2 separate regions of the Mus musculus genome follow, and region 2 is linked to region 1. Evidence: chromatin contacts called from public capture Hi-C data. All regions are on one chromosome and are shown on one strand. The core of a region is the stretch at or near the end of the contact, and the rest is flanking DNA. Distances in the headings are between cores, read along the strand shown. Region 1 holds the start of Spp1 (secreted phosphoprotein 1). Region 2 holds the start of Zfp326 (zinc finger protein 326).

What was found. Capture Hi-C pulls out chosen DNA fragments and counts their contacts.
Region 2: a contact with region 1 is called in a capture Hi-C map of macrophages, with 4 times the contacts expected there. The contact joins the promoter of Zfp326 here to the promoter of Spp1 in region 1. A contact is called at or near these places in 3 of 39 promoter capture datasets (cranial neural crest, embryonic stem cells and pre-B cells) and 3 of 9 other capture datasets (adipose tissue, liver and macrophages).

The regions. Positions count from the first base shown.
Region 1 is chr5:104,432,341-104,438,343 of GRCm38.p6, forward strand. It overlaps Spp1 (secreted phosphoprotein 1), which reads left to right and starts at 2,771. Exons shown (of 7, transcript NM_009263.3): 1 at 2,771-2,856; 2 at 4,035-4,102; 3 at 4,201-4,236; 4 at 5,315-5,395; 5 at 5,886-5,927. The coding sequence starts at 4,049. RefSeq lists promoters at 1-2,793, 1,336-2,816, 1,867-2,857, a cis regulatory region at 1,373-1,387 and enhancers at 2,037-2,064, 2,069-2,077, 2,695-2,741, 3,553-3,872, 3,622-3,658.
Region 2 is chr5:105,873,810-105,879,921 of GRCm38.p6, forward strand. Zfp326 (zinc finger protein 326) reads left to right here and starts at 2,759. Exons shown (of 12, transcript NM_018759.2): 1 at 2,759-2,889; 2 at 4,940-4,984. The coding sequence starts at 2,874.

The DNA.
Region 1 (6,003 bases), core at 1,521-4,020:
TGGGGACAAAATGAATATATGTAACTGAGAAAGCTGTACTATTACAACTGTACTATTACAAACTTCCAGATAAGGTGAATGTCAACTTAAGTGGCATTAAGCATTTAACTTTTCCAGTGATGTGGGAATTTTTATGTAAACAAGAGAACAACAATATTCTTTATGTTTCTATCTAACTTCTTACAGTATTTACATTTTAAGATCACAAATTACCCTTTGCAACTAAACTTCTTTATTTCCACTGACAAGATTTACAAAGAATTTGGGCATTTTAAACTCTTGCTCCTATCTACCAACTGTTAGCTGAGCCTGAGACTTAGAAATACAAGAGCTAACTAACAGTGCTGCATTTAAATTGTTTAATGTGTGAATTCTAAACAACTACAAATTCCCACTCAGGGAAAATGTCAGCAGCATAGTTGGATTCGGAAAGCAAAAGCGCGTGCCTCCTCGAGTTAGAAGAGCGTTTTGTCCTCTGCTTTGCAGAATTGCTCCCAGTGCAAAGCCTCATCCTCAAGGTCGCTGGTATGAGTGTAGGAAGAGGGAAGCAGACAGTCCTGTCGCAATGGGATTGCTGAAGGCATCAACAGAGCGGGACAGAGGTGCTTCGGTTCTCAGGGTCCCTGGCCCTGGTTGCCAACTGGGTCATTGCTGAGAAATACTTCCTTACTCGGCATTCTGGGAAACAGGGTGCATACAGTCGGCCTCTAAGGATGCATTCAGAAAATCTTCGAAGCCTTTGAGGGCTGTCTGTTGCCCTTTCTAGAAATGCTGCCATCGTGTGGCACTTGGGAGTTAGAATGAAAAGGAGTCCTGGAGGGGTCATATGGTTCAGCTCGAGGTGGCGCAGCTCCAGCAAAATCTATTCCTATACCTCCCTAATTCGTGTTGAATCATTCCTGTGGGCGCAGAGTAAACTGCAGTGAAACCCTGTGGACGGCTTGCTGCCTTAGGATTTGTGGAATTTCCCTGAACAACACTGAAAACACAAACTCCAGTGGGTGTTGTGCTTAAAGGGCAAAAACGCTTGTTGTTAGGTTTTTTTCTTTTAAAAGAAATAAGGAGTCTGTTTTTACAACGTTAAAAACCTGTGTGATTTATATTTGATAGTCATAGGAGTCATCTTAATAAAGTGTGTGCTAAGGACCTTCAAAGTAATAATATTAATTCATTTAGAACACATCTATCAAGAGATAACCCAAATGCTCAAAACAGTTTTGTGCTACTTACTCTAACTCTGTAGAAGATTACTTAACCTATATTCATATTAAAAGCAGGGTTTGGCAAGTAGCACTAATATCTAATACAACAAAGGTTTGACTTAACTTTAATCTCAATTTCTGCATGCCTCTTACATTGGAGATGTAAGGTAATAAGCCTGTGTTCTCCATTTCGGGAAAAGAAAGGAAGTAACTGCAGGGCAGTATTAAATATTTAAAGAAGTCTGCTTCACCTATAATTTTATCTCATTTGAATACCTCTTAACTATTCAGTAACGTTTTGTTAATACAAATTTTAAAATCTTTTTAAGTAGCCAACCTTATATATTCCAGGAAATAAAACTCAAAAAAGATAATTCAGAAATATAAGCTGTGTCTTTAAAAAAATATTCAGAGAACCCTTTAACGTGTACAGCTTAAAGATCAATTCAAAGGCATTACAAATTTCAGCTCCTTGCCTCTGCTGAAGATTTCTGTAATAGTTAAAATATACACGTTCTTTAACATGTGGGGGAAGGAGCATTGCAAAATGTGAAGTGCTATCAACTGCACTTACACTAATCCATTGTCCTGTAGATAGACTAAGTGACTTGCCCAAGGTCACACCTGGCACTGCTTACAGAAGGACTGAAAGGCAGTCTGGCTCCTGCAGCTTCCCCACCCAGCAAGCATTCCAGTCTCACAAACTGCTTGCTTAGGCGGGCTCTATCTGGAGTAACCACCTCTTCTGCTCTATATGGCCATTATAGTTTAGATAGCATCAGAACCATCACTCCCAGCTGCTCCAACAGAGCAACAAGGTTCACGAGGTTCACGTCTCTAAAGGTCAGTGGAGGCAGGAGAGGAATTCAGGGTCACTGTGTGGTTTGCACAAAGAGCAAGCGGCTGCATAGCTCAAGTGTCAAAACTGAGTTGTTACTTTGTTTCGTTTTGTTGTGAGGTTTTGTTTCTTTTGTGAGAGGGTCTCACTTTCTGTTGCCCCAACTGACCTGGAACACAGTATGGAGCCGAGGCTAGCCTCAAATTCATGGTGATCTTCCGGAGTACAAAACAGAGCCACTGTGGCCCGGCCAACCTAAGCTACCGAATACAAAGGCAAAAGGGAGGGTCTGAAAGTTCTGCCGAGACAGCAGTTTTCTAGATTTAAGTAAGTCTGAGAGAATCAAATTGTGTATCCATGTGGCCTTTATCTGTAACTTAGATAGGAGAATCCATACCTTTCATCCCCATTGATGTTTTTCTACTAATTCAGTAACTATAAACAAAGTCTCTGTGAGGGTGATCTACTCTTCCTTTCCTTATGGATCCCTGATGCTCTTCCGGGATTCTAAATGCAGTCTATAAATGAAAAGGGTAGTTAATGACATCGTTCATCAGTAATGCTTTGTGTGTGTTTCCTTTTCTTCCTTTTTTTTTTTTTTAACCACAAAACCAGAGGAGGAAGTGTAGGAGCAGGTGGGCCGGGTAGTGGCAAAAACCTCATGACACATCACTCCACCTCCTGATTGGTGGAGACTGTCTGGACCAGCATTTAAATTCTGGGAGGTCTGAGCCACCAGCAGCTCACACTGAAGAAGCATCCTTGCTTGGGTTTGCAGTCTTCTGCGGCAGGCATTCTCGGAGGAAACCAGCCAAGGTAAGCCTGCAGTGGCCCATGAGGCTGCAGTTCTCCTGGCTGAATTCTGAGGGTGAGTCCAGAGAACATTCTTTCAACAGTCGTATTTGTTAGTCAGACTCGTGCTGTTCTGGTCTTTTTGAATAAGCTGGTCAGGTACATTGCAGGTTTCCCGGTATTTTCAAAGCCAGTTGGATGTAGAAGTTAAAATAAATCTAGTTGGTCCTCTAAAGGAGAGAGAGAGATCTGCTAGTAATCTCTCTCTCTCTTTCTCTCTTTCTCTCCCTCTCTCTCTTCCTCTCTCTCCCTCTCTCCCTCCTCTCTCTCTCCCTCCTCTCTCTTCCTCTCTCTCTCCCTCCTCTCTCTCTCTCTCCCTCTCTCCCTCTCTCCCTCTCTCTCCTGTCACACACACATTGTAAAGTTCTATGTATCTTTGGAACAAATGTCTGCATCATTTTAAAGTGGCTGGATGACTGTGGAGACCAGTAAAGGAGGATCCTCTATATTAATATAAACCAGATACAGTTATTTTTAGAAAACTGTCTCACTTCAAAAGAGAACCTTCCTTAATTTCTCGCTTCTGCACTTGGCTTTTACAGTTTTCACTAAGGTCCCTGTGTGATAACACAGACTCATCAACATGCACAGAAAAGCTGTTGCCTGCTCTCAGTGTTTTATTTTTATTATTATTATTATTGTTGTTGTTATTATTATTATTATTAGTCCAAATAGAACATCTTACTCAAATTCAAAGATATCTTTGTTTCTTTCAGCTTTGTATAATGTAAGTTAAAATCACATTTGAAATGCAAATGGAAAAAGCAATTTTCTTTTATCATTCTATTTTCTCTTTTTCTTCCTTGCAGAAAGTACTCTCATGGTAGTTCGTTGCTTTAATTACTCGATTACTGTGAAACAAATCTTGGTGTGGAGCTCTAGAGACATCAGATAGTGGGGGCATAAGCTCTGAGACTCCAGACGTAAAGTTTGGATGAATAGAGTTGTGAAATTGCCCTTTTCCTTGCTAAGGATGAGAGGTGGAGAGGTAGAAAAGGCACACAAATATTGACTCACTGAAATTTTCTCTGAGATGTAGAAAGATTCCATAAATTATTGGTGACTTGGTGGTGATCTAGTGGTGCCAAGAGTGTGTTTGAACCTGACAAGACATCAACTGTGCCTCATAAAATATGTTGCAGGACTAACTACGACCATGAGATTGGCAGTGATTTGCTTTTGCCTGTTTGGCATTGCCTCCTCCCTCCCGGTGAGTACAGCTGAATCTTAGAGAGAATTCTTGAAAACAAATGAATTTTAGCTTTAGCACACTCACACGCATTTCCTTGTCACTTTTCTGTTTTAAAGGTGAAAGTGACTGATTCTGGCAGCTCAGAGGAGAAGGTAAGCACCTCCGGGTTGATCATTTAACTGAAGAATGTTCGCCAGCGTCGCAAAGGTTGCTAGGAACAGCAATTTTTTGTTGCCATTTTATTCATCTATATAATTAGACCTGAGTATTTCAAAGTACTTACTATGTATTTTAGACAGAGACAGTACCAAATCGGCCATTGTTTTTAATAAACAGATTCTCTTATAATTAGATTTTTAATATAATAAAAGCATGTTCTAGACAATTGCTACTTACATAAAGCAGGTCACAGGACCTTGAGTGACTGGTTCTTTCCTGAGTCAGCATGCTTGGAAAATCCTGCAGGCTGACTTTAGAAGGTCACTCAGATGTCAGCTGGAGCTGATCATATGACTATGATATTTACAATACCATCCAAGTCCATCTTGAAAAGAAAAGTCCATTTGTGCTGTTTGGATCTATTAGCTGACTTTAGATCACATTTTCCTAAATGAGAATGAAAACCAAACCAGTACCTTTACATGTTTCAACATAAGACCAGCAGCATTGGCATACCTGTGCCTCCACATAGGTAAGAATATGCTGGTGTAACACAGACCCTGTGCTTGGACAAAAAGGCACACAGAGTTCAGGTCCAAGTGTAGAGCGTCATTGCAGTTTCATTGCTCAGCGAAGACAGTCAGGGAAGCACTTGTGCACAGAATGTGTGAGCTGGTGGTGGGGCTGCCTGTCTTCCAACAGTCTGGAGAACATGGGTGCTCAACTACAATAACAAGATGGGAGAATTAACATTTCCATACAGGAAAGAGAGACCATAACTAGTACTTTAAAATGTCACAAGAGAAATATTTTTAAATACAAGGATGCATTTTAAAAAGAAGTAACAGTATAAGTCATCAAATGGGATTTAGGATGTAGCCGAAAAGCTCAAAAGTCAGTTTTCTAGAATTTCAGCGATGTAGGAGCAGAAGAAAATATTTAAAAAGCCTTTAAGAATATACTCCTAAAGATAAGCACTCGTTGTTCATGTTAAGGTTATGGCTTACAGAGCTCTGTGTTTCTTTTTTTAATAATAGCAAATGCATACTTTTTTTTTTTTTTTTGAAATAGCTTTACAGCCTGCACCCAGATCCTATAGCCACATGGCTGGTGCCTGACCCATCTCAGAAGCAGAATCTCCTTGCGCCACAGGTATTGTGTTTTAATTTCTCAAAACTGAACAGCTGGGCTGGATTGATGGCAGAGCTGTTCTTACAGAGGACCCAGGTTCAGTTCCCAGAACCTAGATATCAGTTCACATTCTTCTTTAACTCCATTCCAGGGGTCTGTTGTAGTCCTCTGATCTCCTTGGGGCTCGGCAGATACATGGAACACTACTACGCATGCAAGCAAAACAGTTACACACAAAAATTAAAGTAAACAAACAATAAATGAACAAAACCCTAAACTGCTAATGAGCAGCTACTAATCAAGCCACACAGGCTAGGTAGCCGGAGCTTCTTGCTTAGAAGTGAGTGTCTAGAGGACCAATGGATAGTTTGCATCCATTGTAGCCTTTGTATCTATTGTATCATCTGGCAGGCTGAAACATGACACCTGCATTAGGATGAAAAGGGTAACTTTAGAATTAAGCAACTGATCATGTATGTTGTGTACTGATATGTGACCTTCCTTTTTTCAGAATGCTGTGTCCTCTGAAGAAAAGGATGACTTTAAGCAAGAAGTAAGTTCTCACATTCACTGAGACCTATTTTTAGAGACACCGAGGAAGCCACCACATCATTTTCTTCAGATTGTCA
Region 2 (6,112 bases), core at 1,509-4,008, 1.4 Mb after region 1:
CCCACTAGGGAGAGTTTGACTTGGTAAACAAATGCTCTTAACAGCAAGGGGGACAAAGAAGACCTTATGATAGCAAAGAGCTTTAAATGAAGAGGGCTCGAAGCCAAGGTTGTGGGTGAGACAGTGCTCCCAGGCCTTGCTCCTTAGGGTGTGGTTTAGCAGCTGCTGCTGCCCTCAGAGGTTTGTAAGGATGGACATTCTTGGCCTCCAACTAGCGAGACTGTCTGTGAACCTGTTTTAATAAGTCTTTGAGTCATGTTCTCAGGTATACATACCTGAGAAGTGCAAGTTTGGAACACGGGAATGTGACCTGAGAATGCTGTTGCTGTTTTTAAATAAAAGTAAATCTGGGTTATGTTCTGAGGCTGCTCAGGGGCTAATACAAAGGTCAGGAGTCACATTAAAGCACAGGGCTGTTTGGAGAACTCGGCGTCTGAAGCTGGCAGCCCAAATGGGGAGAGTGGGCTGGAGAAATGGCTCTGTGTTTGATAGCACTTGCTGCCCTTTCAGAGAAGCTGAACTCAGGTTCTAACACCCATGTCCATGAAATTACCGTGCCCTGTCACTTCAGCTGCAGAGGGTCCGATGCCCTCTTCTGGCCTCCACAGGCACCCACGATCGTGCACATACCCTCACACAGACAATGCATATCCATAATTGAAGTGGGAATGAAAGCGTTCTTTGGAAAGCTGGATGGTGTTTGGCCGGGGACAAACATGTGAAGGTGTGTTTCGCTGAAGTGGACACAGGTGAAAGGATCTTCTGTCAAAGCACGCTCATGAAAGGACACCTCGCTGGTGTATCTGTGACGCTCATGAGAGGACACCTCGCTGGTGTATCTGTGAAGTGTTCGCCAGGGGGTCGAGCTGCCGCTGCTGAACTGAACTGCCTGTTTCCAGACAACACAGGCGAGAGTGGCTCCAAAGAACCTTTCTAAGCAGGTCCACTTCCCCCTTATCCTTTCTTTCCCACTACCTCTGGTGGGTGGTGGGATAGAAGGGGGTGTGTGTGTTAAAGTGCTCTACCTGAGGTTCTGAGTTCTATTCCCAGCAAACCACATGGTGGCTCACAACCATCTGTAAATGGGATCTGATGCTCTCTTCTGGTGTGTCTGAAGACAGCAACAGTGTACTTACATATAATAAATAAATCTTTAAAAAAAGTCTTTATAAAGACGAAAGAGAGAGAGAGAGAGAGAGAGACAGAGACAGAGACAGAGACAGAGACAGAACAGGGTGAGAGGAAGGGGAATACAGGGAGAGGGCAAGGGTCAGGCAGTATCTCTACCTTTTGTTTGTGTTCTATGTTAGGCAGCATTGGACAGATCTACTCAGAGCCTTAATGTGGGAATGACATGACCAGTTGGCATCGGACCCCATTACAGATGGCTGTGAATCTCTTTGTGGTTGTTGGGAATTGAACTCAAGACCTCTGTAGAAGAGCAGTCAGTGATCTTAACCACTGAGGCATCTCTCCAGCCCTGTATAAGCAAGAGTTTTGCAGGGAGACAGTGAGTATCCTAACTCAGGTAGTGGCCACGAAAATGGAAAGGGTGGGGCCGACCTAAGATATCTTAGGTGGGGTAAGCAGATACAAAAGTGTGTGGATTGGAAGTAGGAGGCTGAAAGAGCGGTGAGCTAGTCTCGAGTGGACTGGACCGAGTCAGCCTTCTGGCTGGGATTAGTGGGCGGTTTGCTCACCGCCCCGTGAACAGCCAAGAGAATACACGAGGATAAGCAGGTCTGAGAAGGGAAATTGTGAGTTCAGCTTTCAGCCCAGGTGAACAGAAAACATGTGTGGGAGGGGAGAAGAGAAGGAATTGGGAAAGGGTGGAGAACAGGATGAGTCAGGGAGGGTGGAGGAGGAAGAGATGAGCAGGAGGACACAAAGCCGTGCCCAGATTTGGGGCTACTGTGGTATACCTCCCTGTGCTTCCAGTTTTATTTCCGGCTTCCTCCGAACTGAGTCTAGCAAATTGAGTGCAAAGAATTGATGTCTGGCTTCCTATCTAGGTAACCAATTTGTTGTTAATGCCATTTGCTCTGTGAGGACAGAGAGAAAATTATTTAAAACTGTGGTTCAAGTCCACAAGAGTCTTCCCATAGTGTTCCTGAGTGAATACCTTTGCATCTGCTCCAACACAATTTTAAAAGTGGAATAATCTCTTCCTCCCCCTCCCTCCCTCTCCCCTTCGAGCTGAACGGTGGACTACTTTCTTCCTGCCAAATCTTTCCCATCTGTGAACTTTCACAGTTGCTTTACTACCTTCAACCCAGCAGTGGCTAGCAGCCTGTCTTGGGATAGTCTTATGATCCTGTCCTATTTGGCAATCAGGGTTCCTGTGCACGCCCCACACTTCTGTGTGTCAGAGGAAGGAACTCCATAAGTAGTGAAAAAAATCTCTCCTCCTCACTCCTTCAGCCAACAGTAGCCAAAGGTCGCCATGTCATTTAATGAGTTTCTGCAAGAGAAAGGCACTCCCTCCTGGACCCGGTTGCTCTTGCCAGGCTCCAACATGGCCGGCCAACCGGAGTCCTTCCAGAACATCCCTCTCCAGCCTTCCGCACTCCCGTTTCACCTTCCGTCCCCCGCGATCCCCAGGGTCAGGACCCAGGAGCCTGACAACTGCCTCGCTTCCCGCCCCCCTCGCGAGACCCGCCCACCACCCCGCGTCGGCCAATCGGAGGCGGTGCTGCGACGACTGGCAGGCCCGCCCGACCCCGCCCCCAGCCTCGCTGTGGCCTGCGGCTTCCCGGCTAGTAGCGCCGCTGTCGGTCGCGCGGGCCGGTCGTGTGGACACTGCCGTATCGCGGGCTCTTGCCGCGGGCCACAGCGAGCGCAGCGCGGAGACCGTCAGCCCCGCGGCGTCGAGCATGGACTTCGAGGACGGTGAGCGGCGCGCGGGGCGGGCCGCCGTGGCGGGCGGGCGGGAGGGAGGGCGGCGGGCGGCCTGCGCCGGGGGTCTGTTTACCGCCTCAAGATGGCCGTGTGGCTTTGTTCTGTGGGCCGCGCAGCGACCGCGGGCCCGGCCCGGAGCCCTGTGGTCCGGGAGCCCCACGTGGGGGTGCGGCCGGCCCGGGGCCCTGCTGTCTAGGGGGTCGGCCTAGCTGCGAGCCTCGGGGCCTCGTCCGCGGCCGCCTGCAACTTCCTGGCCTCGCCGAGCGGCGACCGGGCCCACGGGGCCCACGGGGCCCTCGGGGCAGCGACCCGGTGGCGGGTGGAGCCGGTCCTCACCGTGTCGCCCCGGGCTCTGGAATCTTGCTCGACACAGGCTGCCTCGGGCTCGTGCGATGCTTCTCCGTGTGAGAGGAGTATAAAGGGCGTCTCTAGGCGTTCCATCGAGATGGGCTTCGGTTCCCCCAGAACCAGAATCTGCAAGTTATTACCACGTAGCCGACCGAGCTGTCTAATATCTCACCCAGGTTACCTGCTAGTGAATACCGCGTCTGAAACAGCTCCGTGACCCAGTGCATTATCATTATTATTTTTGTTTTTAGGGGTGGTAGTGGTGGGGCTTGTGTATGAATGCTACCTAAGTTAGAATTCTGGCACAGCAAGCCCCAGATGCCCTTCACGTTCAGCTAGATCGGTGCACAGCAGCCCGTGTTGGACTTGCTGGTTAAATAAACCGAATTGTAACGTTGCTTTTCAGCTTTCCCTGGCCGTGAAGTACAGTTAATTTGGTATCTTCAAACCTTGCTCAACTTTTATAGGAATCAGTGTCAAGATAAAGTGATCAACAGTAGTGATAGTGTTAGGGAGCCGAGGAACAGTTTGTAGGATTAAACTGGGTGTAATCTCGAGGAACTAGGTATTTCTAAATAAAACCGGTTCATTTCTTGTGAAGGAAGCCTCTGCCTCCACCAGAAATGGGCTTTGACATTGAATGAGGTGTGCTTTTTTGGCGTAGGTCGTATTGCATGAGCTTTTGATTTTTGATTTGCTACAAGAGGTTGAGGCTGTCAAGTGTAAATATAGGAAAAAGAATCACCCTTTTCGGAGTACTTTTCGGTTGCTTTGAAATATAGTTCAGCTCTTCAGGATAGCATACCGTCCTGCTTGTGCTTCGGGGTTGGACAGTGACTCATTCTGATATAGGTGACTCTAAATTACTACTATGTGCACTAGTCAGAGTTGACATTGAAGAGAAAAAGTATGTTTTAGACCAAAGTTTGATGACACTACCAACCTATGTGGTGTGCCAGAAGTTAACCTTGTAGTGTGTGCAGAGTGGGAGGAGTCAGTCAGTAAGGAAATCCATTTTCTGTAGAGGATTGAAAAATAGCGGTCAGATTTGGAGTATTTGCTTTCATTATACTTATGATAAAAATAATGAACAATGTTAGAGATAAATAATCTCTTAACAGCCCATCCGTAGCCACCAATGCTGCAGTTGGGCTGTAGATTTGAGTGTATCTGACTCTGATCCTGTCATGTGCCAGGGTTCAGTTATATCTAGAAGCTCCATATTCAATTCCGTTCTTCCAGTCTTTATTTGTAGAGTTAAATAAAGGCTTTAACATTATGCCTGGATGGATACAGCCCACGCTCATACATATATGCATATGTGTTTTTTAGACAGGCTTCTAAAGTATTTAGAGAGAACAGATGAAGTGGTAAAACAAATACTGACCTTGAAACATTTGTATTCCACAAGACCAAGTTTCACATCCATCACCGTTTTTGAAAAATCGTTTTACCTTTGCTTTGTGTAAGTTAAATTAATACTGGGTCTCCTCTTTTGGCAGTTACAAATATGGACATTAAATAGTTTTTACATTGCCATTAGGCAGTGAAAGGGTGATGTGCTTCCTCAAGTGGATGCTTGTAATTATTTGCATCCCAGTTTTTTTGGTAATTAATTTAATGCCTGAGTAGATGAGAGTCTGGGCTTTTGCTCACATCACACTAACTCCTTGTTGTTTATGTGTCTTCGTAGATTACGTGCACTCTACTTGCAGGGGTGCTTACCAGGACTTTAACGGTGAGTGTCCTCTTGCATTTCCTTTTAATTTTGTTGAGGGGATATAGTTTGGTATTCTCTTCATATCTATAGAAACACAGGTATTAATGCAGGAAGCCTGCCCACTTTGTTTCAGATATTCTTCTCACTCTTGATTTATAAATCTCAGTGTTAATGTCATACTATATATCGTGTTTGTTTTTATGGTGTGTGTGTGTGTGTGTGTGTGTGAGAAAGTGTACATGTAGACTTTCTAGAAATCTCATAAATTCCATCCAATTATTCTGCCACAGTGATATCTCCAGTTCTGTGTATAATATTTGAACTTGGGGTCAGAACAAGAAGTTAGATTACTTGGACTTTGTATCTGTTTTATTTTACTTAGAATTCTTTTATTTATCTGTTACCACTTTCTCAGTGATTGATTTTCACGAAACTGGCTGAATTACTTTTGTTGACAAGACATTGATGTTCAGTTACATAGATTTAAGTAGATTTTTATCTTGGTTCTATGCAACTTTTGTTGTAAAATGTGTTGGCTTTGTTTTTGAGGCCATTTTTCTCTGACCATCAAAGGAAAACATAAAGAGCCTTGGATACTTGTTAACAAAAGCCTGATGTTGGCTTGTGATTAGCAGTAGTTGTAAGAAATATGCAGAATACCATGCATATTGTTTTGATAGTTATTAGTGTTAAGGCCTAAGATGATAACAGAAAAAGGAAGCACAGAATAATTCGGAGGTTAGAAAAACAAAACATTGCCTGAAAGACATGAGGGAGTGGTAAATATCTTTGACTACCAGACAAGTGCAAAATCCGGCTATTGTATCAAATACATATTCATGAAACCAAAGCAAGTGCACTACTAAAGTCTGTGCCATTAAAAATGTTTGTGTGTGCGCACACGTGCACGCCTGCTTTTCTGTGTGTATGCCATGTGTGTGCAGTGCAGTGCTGTTGCACTCCAGAAGAAGGTGCGGGATCCCCTGGCGCTGGGTTACACATGGCTGTGTGCAGCTCCATGTGCTCTTGCTCCGACCTGCTGAGCTGCCTTTCCAGACCCATTCTTATGGAGATAGTTAATTTTTAGCATCTCTAAAAATTAAGAGATACTTCAGATTTGGGAAGGGCTATTGTCATTTAGAAAGT